2 separate regions of the Gossypium hirsutum genome follow, and region 1 is linked to region 2. Evidence: chromatin contacts called from public Hi-C data. All regions are on one chromosome and are shown on one strand. The core of a region is the stretch at or near the end of the contact, and the rest is flanking DNA. Distances in the headings are between cores, read along the strand shown. Region 1 holds the start of LOC107952936. Region 2 has its middle 37 kb from the start of LOC107952940.

Region 1 (3,707 bases), core at 903-3,402, 160 kb before region 2:
AACATAAAACCTAATATTCGAGTTGAAAAAAATATTATTGACAGCTATTATAATAAATAGCTATTATACAACAAAAATAACAAAAATATGAAGGATTACATTAATACCTCAAAATTTATATAACTCAAGTTATTAACTAAAACATAATATGATGAAAAATAAAATAAATGTGACATAAAAATTTATATGATACAAATGATTAATTAATTAAAATTAATATAAATCTATGCCAAATATATTAAGCGTTTACAAAAACTACAAAATATATTTCTTACAATAACTTATGGTCACTAAAATAAATACTTTGAAACAACAGATTTCTAATTTCTTAACTTTTATGCTAAATGTTTGGAAATATATGCCATTTTTTTTTTGAAAAAAGTACATAAAATGATTACTTAATTTGAATATTTAAATTTTTATATTAAAAACTATAATTATTTAATATATATATGCATTAAAATATTTAATAATTTTTTATTTAGTCCAACTAAAATTATTAAAAATAATTTAATTTATGATAATATGGAAGTAGATGTGTTCATGGGTCGAGCTAGATCCAACCAAAATTTTAGGCCAGTTTGTTAGGCTTGGGCCCAGCCCAAAAAATAAGCCTAAAATTTTTTCCAAACTCAGCCCAGATAAAAATATTAAAGCTCGGGCCTAGGTTGGCTCACCGATATTAATTTTTTTATATAATTTTTAAATATATATAATACATAAAAAATACTAAAAAATTAAAATAAATGTTGCCGAACAAATTGAAAATGAATTAAAATATATATATTTAAATAATACTGAGATACGTGCAACTTAACAAGCAAATACCTCTAAAGTAGTAACAAAATTAACAATAAACCAAGAGTTATACAATATCCAAATAATAACAATAAAATAGTAGCAAAATAGTGAAAAAAAAAGAAAAAATAATAAAAAAGCAAGAAAACAACAAAAAAATAGCAATTTTTTTTGTTGCATATTCAGGCCGGCTTGGGAAAAAAAGGCTTACCCAAGGCCCGATCCATTTTCTAAATGGGACTTATTTTTTTGCCCAAGATTATTTTTCAAGCTTATATTTTAATCAAATCCTCTCACTTTTCGAACGGGCCTTCAGGCTGAGTCGGGTGGCCCGACTTATGGATAAGTCTATTTAGAAGACAATCTAATAATATTGTCAAATGATAATATTAATTTAATTTAATTTTCATGTATATCCATATATATATAATTTGTAATAAATAATAAAAGTAATATAAAAAATTACCTAGGGATGAAATTTATTAAAACATTTAAAAAATAAAAATTAATTATTATTTCTATATATCTATATTATTATTATTTAAGTCTTTAATTAAGTTCGTGTCATGAGTCAATCGATTACAAATTTAATAAGAAAAATTATGAAGAATATGAGTTATGTATTTAAAATAAGATATATTATTTGAGATATTTTAATCTTTTTATTAATATCGTACATATTTCATATGTTATTATGGGTAATTAAAGTTGAATCAAGTTGTGGTCTGTTATTTTGAAGATCGACAAATGAAATTACTAAGTTTGGTGAAGTCTAAATGATGACACTTAATAAGGGATGATGGGGGTAGGGTAAGAAATGGGTTAATATGATTAGTTGAATTTGGATGTGTCAATGAGCAGATTATCATATTAAGTAAGGCGGCTGGCTGACTCCTTAGTCATTGCAATTTTCATGTCTTTTTGCTTCTGCAAAGAGCCAAACCATTAAATCATCACCAAATCAATAATGCCATTGATTTAGAGAGCTCATAGACAGCTAAAAGGCAATCAAATAAACTAAAGAAGGTGAGCTGGGTTTGTGCTAACCACGTTTAAGGATTTGTAGCCCAACTAATCCTGGCCCATCATCATTATATGGTAACTGAAAAAGAACCTGATTTTGTTATCGACTTTTACGGCATCATAACTATTCACGTCACATGGGAGCTTTGGGCTTTTGAGTTTCTGATAATATCATAACCATGGTTTTAAACATTTTGTATGATGAGGGACGATGGCATGCTGTTGCTTCACTAGTACTTTCAATTTCTTCTTTCTTTTGCTTGCTTCAGCCTTGGATGGGATAATGGATTGCACATGGCAATGTATGTATGGCATGCAATATGAGACTGTGGGGTACTCAACAGCTAAGCGTCTCAGTTTCAATTCCAACCAAAACTTTCCTTTAAAGCAAACATACCCCCACACACACACACCCCAAAAAAAAAAACAAAAAAAGTGAAAGAAACTAAAATGATGTTGTCCAAACACAATTAAAAAAGGAGAGGCCTACCTTCCATTCTATACCATTCCAAATAGTTCCTCAAACTTTCTTCTTCCACAGCCAAGAGTAATTTGTAGAAAGAAGCAAAAACAAGAGAATAAAGTGCAAATGATGAAGTTTAAAAAGTTATAACACAGGAAGGTCTTGAATGGTGGTGGGCTATGTTTTCCAACCAATGGAGTTGAATAACAAAAAACTGCCGAGTCTCATTGAGAGGGCATGGGCTTTGCACGACAGGTTGAACCATGAAATCGACGACAGTATCAGCTTCTGCAGGTATTGTTCAGACCATGGTCGCTATTGTGATATTGGGCAGACCCCATTTCTGGAAAGGAAGAGGTTGATTGCCATCAGAGATTCACTCAACCAAGTTGAGAACACGCTTTTGCATTTGCAGGTAATTTACTTTCTGTCTTCTCTTTTATTTCCCAACACTCTCAGCTCAACTCCTTTTAGATCCGAATAGTAAGATTGCTTGTCTTAATCTCAACATTGTTTCATGAGATCTAATATATTCAGATCAGATATTGGTTCTCAATATTTGATTCCTTTGATAAAAAAATGATTAATAAACAATTCAGATTACCTGTTTCAAAAGCTCTTCTTTTTGGACTCTTGTTTTTAATGGAATTATGAATTCTGTTACCTTTTGATTGATAATCTTAATTAGTGTCGAAACCTATCGAGTATAATTAGAATATTCCACCCGACTTTTAGAGGTTTTTGCCTTAATTTGATTCGCATTTGCAGTTTTTTATTATCTTAGCATTAGGCCTCCCTGGAAAATTTATGTTGATATATATCTACATGCAGAAATTGCAGTCTTGGCAGCTGAAAGATAGGCAATTGGCCCTTAGTCGATTGGAGCAAACCAGATCATGTCTCATAAAACAAGTGACACAATATGAAGGAAGACCCCTGGATGTTGTGAAAGAGTTAAGTGCTTGCTTTGGCAATGATCATGAGAATAAAACCTCAATTGACAGGGATGTGGAAGAAAGTGTTAAGAAAAATGAAGGTGAAAGCTCGAGGAGAAGGATATCTGGTTTCCTCATTTGCTGCATCAGAGTTTTATTCAGACCCTGGAAGTGGCAGAATGCTGTTGGAATTGCAGTCAATTTAATTCTGATATCAGCCAGCCTTTCGTCTACCATCAAGTTTTATCACTCCAAGCAACAACCTTATAGTAATTCACAAAGAAAAACCATTGTTTCAGCTACGTATTCAAAAGAAAAAGCAGCAGAAAAATTAGATACTTTGTTGACTATCTCAAAGATGCCTTTGGACGTGTTTTGTGGCAGGGGATGATTGTTACATCATTCATCATTAATATAAGATGAATTACAGCTCAATTTCTTCACTATTTTTTTTATAATGATATATAGTCCATTCAAGGACCATGTAC
Region 2 (4,031 bases), core at 859-3,358:
TCGTCAAATCATCGCTAGGAGCTCGTTATCCAAACTTTAAAGAAAAAAGAAACTTAATAGCTTAGTGACTTAAATAAAACTATTGAGTAGCTCAATGACTTAAATGAAAACTTTCGAATAGTTTAATGACCATGTTGTAACTTTTTTAAAGTTTAGTAACCAAACATAAACTTACTAATAATTTAGTTAAGTTTAAAAAAGGGCAACCTACAACATTGGTCACTCAACTATATGTAAGTTTTTGTTTTGATCACTAAACTATGAAAAGTTACAATTTAGTCACTAGAGTTTTCAAGATTGTTTTTTTAGTCACTCATCTGTTAATTCTTAACGGAATGGTGCGTGGCACTAACTAAGATAAATTTAATCCACCTAATTATGCCTTGTGGATTTTATAATTTCCACATAATTTCCTTGCTAAATGAAACAGTGTATTTTGCACAAATAAAAATCATCTCTTCAACTTCTTTCTCTTTTACCCTTTACTTACTTTCTTCAAAGTTGATCAGAAAGTTAAACTAAACCCAGAATTTGACACTCACAAATTTTAGGCCACCGTAACCCCACCGCAAGTCGATCCAAAGCTTCGAGCCCTAGTAATTTTCACCTAAACTCTTCAAATCCACCCTATGTATTTTTCACAACTAAACCGAATCATAACTCTTAAACCATTTGACTAGACCTTCAAAAGTTTCATTGCTAAGCTAACTTGGAGATATCATTTACTATAGTATTGAATGTAGTAAGTAATCTTCACCTCAAGTTATTTGCTTTTGACTCAAAGAGAGGAGTTTCGTTTAACTCCTTTAATGCTCATAAATAGAAAAATTTGTAAAGAAGTTGTCGAAGAAAAAAAATGCATTTATAGTGAAGAAAAAAAAACAAAAAAAAAACACCAAATCATATTTTAGACTAATATTATAAAGTTCCATTTTTTTTTTGTCTTAGACTTTCTTGTTCTTCTATCAATATTTCATTGTTCTCTGCAGGATTTTTTTGAATTTAGAAACAAGCACACGCACTCTTACAATAATTATCATTATATCACAACTTATGTTTTCCTTCTAGTCTTTTCGAGTACTTAGGCATAAAATAACTTTGAAACAGAGGTTGGATTTGAAGAGTTTAGGTGAAAATTACTACGGGTCAAAGTTTTGGAGCGACTTGTGGTGGGGGTACGATGGCTTGAAATTTGTGGATGTTAGATTCTGGGTTTAGTTTAACCTTTCAATTAACTTTGAAGAGAGTAGTAGAGGGTAAAGGAGAAAGAAGCTGAAGAGATGGTTCTTATTGGTGTAAAACACGCCATTTCACTTAACAAGAAAATTATGTGGAAATTAGAAAATGAAAACTTATATATATAGTTAGGTGACCAATGTAGTTTACCCTAAAAAGAAATAGAGAAGAACTGCTTATGGGCTCCGTCTAAAGCAAATCTTGGTTTTGGAAGAATTGTTGATTTGGGCTAATTGCGGTGAATTAGTATATTCATTATCCAAGACTTGGAGCAAAAACATCACTCTTCTTACATCTTTTCTCAAAATATCAAATCACGACCCCATAGCAAAGGAAACTGAAATCAGGATGTAAACAAATAAGAAGTATCACGTAATGATCTGCGAATCTGGTGAAAAATATAAATCATAGATTGATTAAAAAGTAAATTGATTTATTTTTCTTTGTTAAACATTTCATTCATTTCTACCATTAAAAGTTAGTGACTGATAAAATAACCAGAAAGTTACATGTGTACCTTATTCTAATGTACGAAGATTAATTTTTAACAATAAAAATAGATAAAATTTTTAATAGAATGAGTAATTTATTTTTTGATCTAATGTACAAAAATTAATTCATCTATTTTTTTTAAATAAATGAGACAAAATATAATTCAACTCTTAGTATAAATACCTTCATAATATTTTTATTGCATTTATATTTTATTTTTGAATACCCACCATGTAAAGGACGATTTTGAAGCCTATGCATCTTACTTGCTATGATTTGGTTTACCCAAAAACCTGGTTTGAGTATGAGAAAGAAGGTTGTAGACGGAGTCCCAAATAGAAAGAAGGCAACTTTGATAATTATTATCAGAACAGTCACTTCATTTTTGAAGTGCTTACACATTGGGCCTCCTGGTCATGGACCTGTCATTTCCTAGTTTGGGCCCTGCAATGCTTTATCATTTTTTTAGCTTAAACACAAAAATAGGACAAATTTGCCTGCCTTCAAAGAATCTGCCAGCAAATGATCCAACAAATATTATGGGGACACCTTGTATTTAAATATTCAATTTGATGAGGTTGAGGGAATTTCACCCTTCTCTTGTTTCTGGCATGACCCACATGTTGAGAGGTCTTATACAATTAAAGCCATTGACTTCTTGGGGAAAGTTCCTACATACTAATATTAAGCAAAGCAATCCCTTTTTGACGCATTTGGCTGGTTTAGCAGTTGACCTGGAATTGTCGCCCAAACGCCAATTAATAAACCTCGGATTTGAAGTCTGAATAGTCTCCGCGGTTGAATCAACTTATCAAATTTTACTACTCAACCCATTGCTTTTTTTTATCAATAATAACTACGGGTAATGAAACTTCAATTTTTTATGAATGCCCTACAAATTGATTGTTATTATCACACAACAATCAGAATTGGGGACATCTTCAAGTGTTATTTCTGTTTTTATATAATAGGTTAGTAGTTTGAGGTTGGGTGTCATGGGAGGCGAAGCGCACACTCAAATGCCACTGCAATAGCAACCAAAGGCCAGCGGCTCCTTGGACGTTGCTTTCTTCATCAAATTACCTACATTTTTCTTTTTCTTTTTTAAAATCTAATGTTTTATGTGTTTCTTGACTTTCATATTTGTTTTTCACAAAGTTATCATGTTATTTGCAAATAAAATCTTAAACATATTTAATAAAAAAAGAAAGAAAAGAAAATTACATTGGTAACTACTCTTTCATGTACTTACTAACCAAATTCATCAAACAAAATAAAAGTCCGCACCGACCGTTTCAAAATGACAAGTGTTTTGTTGGAACCCACATTCGATTTTCGCACCATCGTTTTACCATTTGAAAAAATAATTTAATAAATTTATTTAAGGTGTATTTAATAAATCATTAAAATTTTTTTAATCATTTTAACTTTTATTTAATATAAAATTTACAATAAAAAAATTTGAATAAGATAAAGGAGGTAATTAGTTATTTATCACTTAATGTAAAAAATTAACTCGATTTTATTTTATTAAAAATTGAAATAAATTATATATTTTTAAAAATAAAATATTCAAATTACCATATTTATCTTTCATCCAAAACTATTCAAAACAATATAAAACATTATATTAATAAAATTAAAATTAAAAATAAATAATTTTCAAAAATTAATATTTACTTTTTTCAAATAACAAAATTATATTCTATACTTATATTTACTAATTTATCAAATAAATTTCTAATATAAATTCAATACTTAATTTTTCAGTACTTAAATTTTTAATTTATAAAACACGCCTTTATATTTTATAATTAAATATAAAAATAATAATATAAAACTATTTTTTTATTTTTTTATTTTTAAAAATAATAAAATAGATCAGACCTCAAACCTATCTAAGATTGAAAAAGTTAAATTCAAATGCAAACCAATCCAACTTTCTCCTTCCATGAATATTTCAATCAAAATCATCAAGTTAAAAACATTAAAGAAAAAGGAAGTCAAAACCAAACCAAATCATTTTTTTATTAGAATTCATCCCATCCTCAGAGTGAATAATATTTTTTTAAAAAATAATTATAATTTAAAAGATAAATTAAATTTAAAAATATATATTTTTTAAAGTTGATGATTATTTAGAAATAATTGTACTTTCTGGTTAAGTGTGCTACTATAGCACGTTTCTGTCTGCTACTCTAACTCGATTAAGGCTTTTTGCTTTTTCTTTTTCTTAAGTGTAAGATCTTTGAAAATACTTTGGCGGCGATTCATTAGAATACAATGGGTGATCTATTTGGAAT

What was found. Hi-C and Micro-C count contacts between places; a contact is called where the count stands out from the background.
Region 1: a contact with region 2 is called in a Hi-C map of leaf, with 2.3 times the contacts expected there. The contact joins the promoter of LOC107952936 here to the enhancer-like site in region 2. A contact is called at or near these places in 2 of 34 Hi-C or Micro-C datasets (both in leaf).

Annotation. Positions count from the first base shown.
Region 1 is chrA07:31,321,962-31,325,668 of Gossypium_hirsutum_v2.1, reverse strand. It overlaps LOC107952936, which reads left to right and starts at 2,152. Exons shown (of 2, transcript XM_016888143.2): 1 at 2,152-2,699; 2 at 3,116-3,707. The coding sequence starts at 2,451. The coding sequence ends at 3,610.
Region 2 is chrA07:31,162,593-31,166,623 of Gossypium_hirsutum_v2.1, reverse strand. No RefSeq gene overlaps it. Among protein-coding and RNA genes, the nearest start is that of LOC107952940, 37 kb to the left of the region's middle. Within about 2 kb of position 2,108, at least 7 of the 9 cell types and tissues checked have an H3K27ac peak or open chromatin away from gene starts, as enhancers often do. A contact at or near this core is called in leaf, where this site is marked.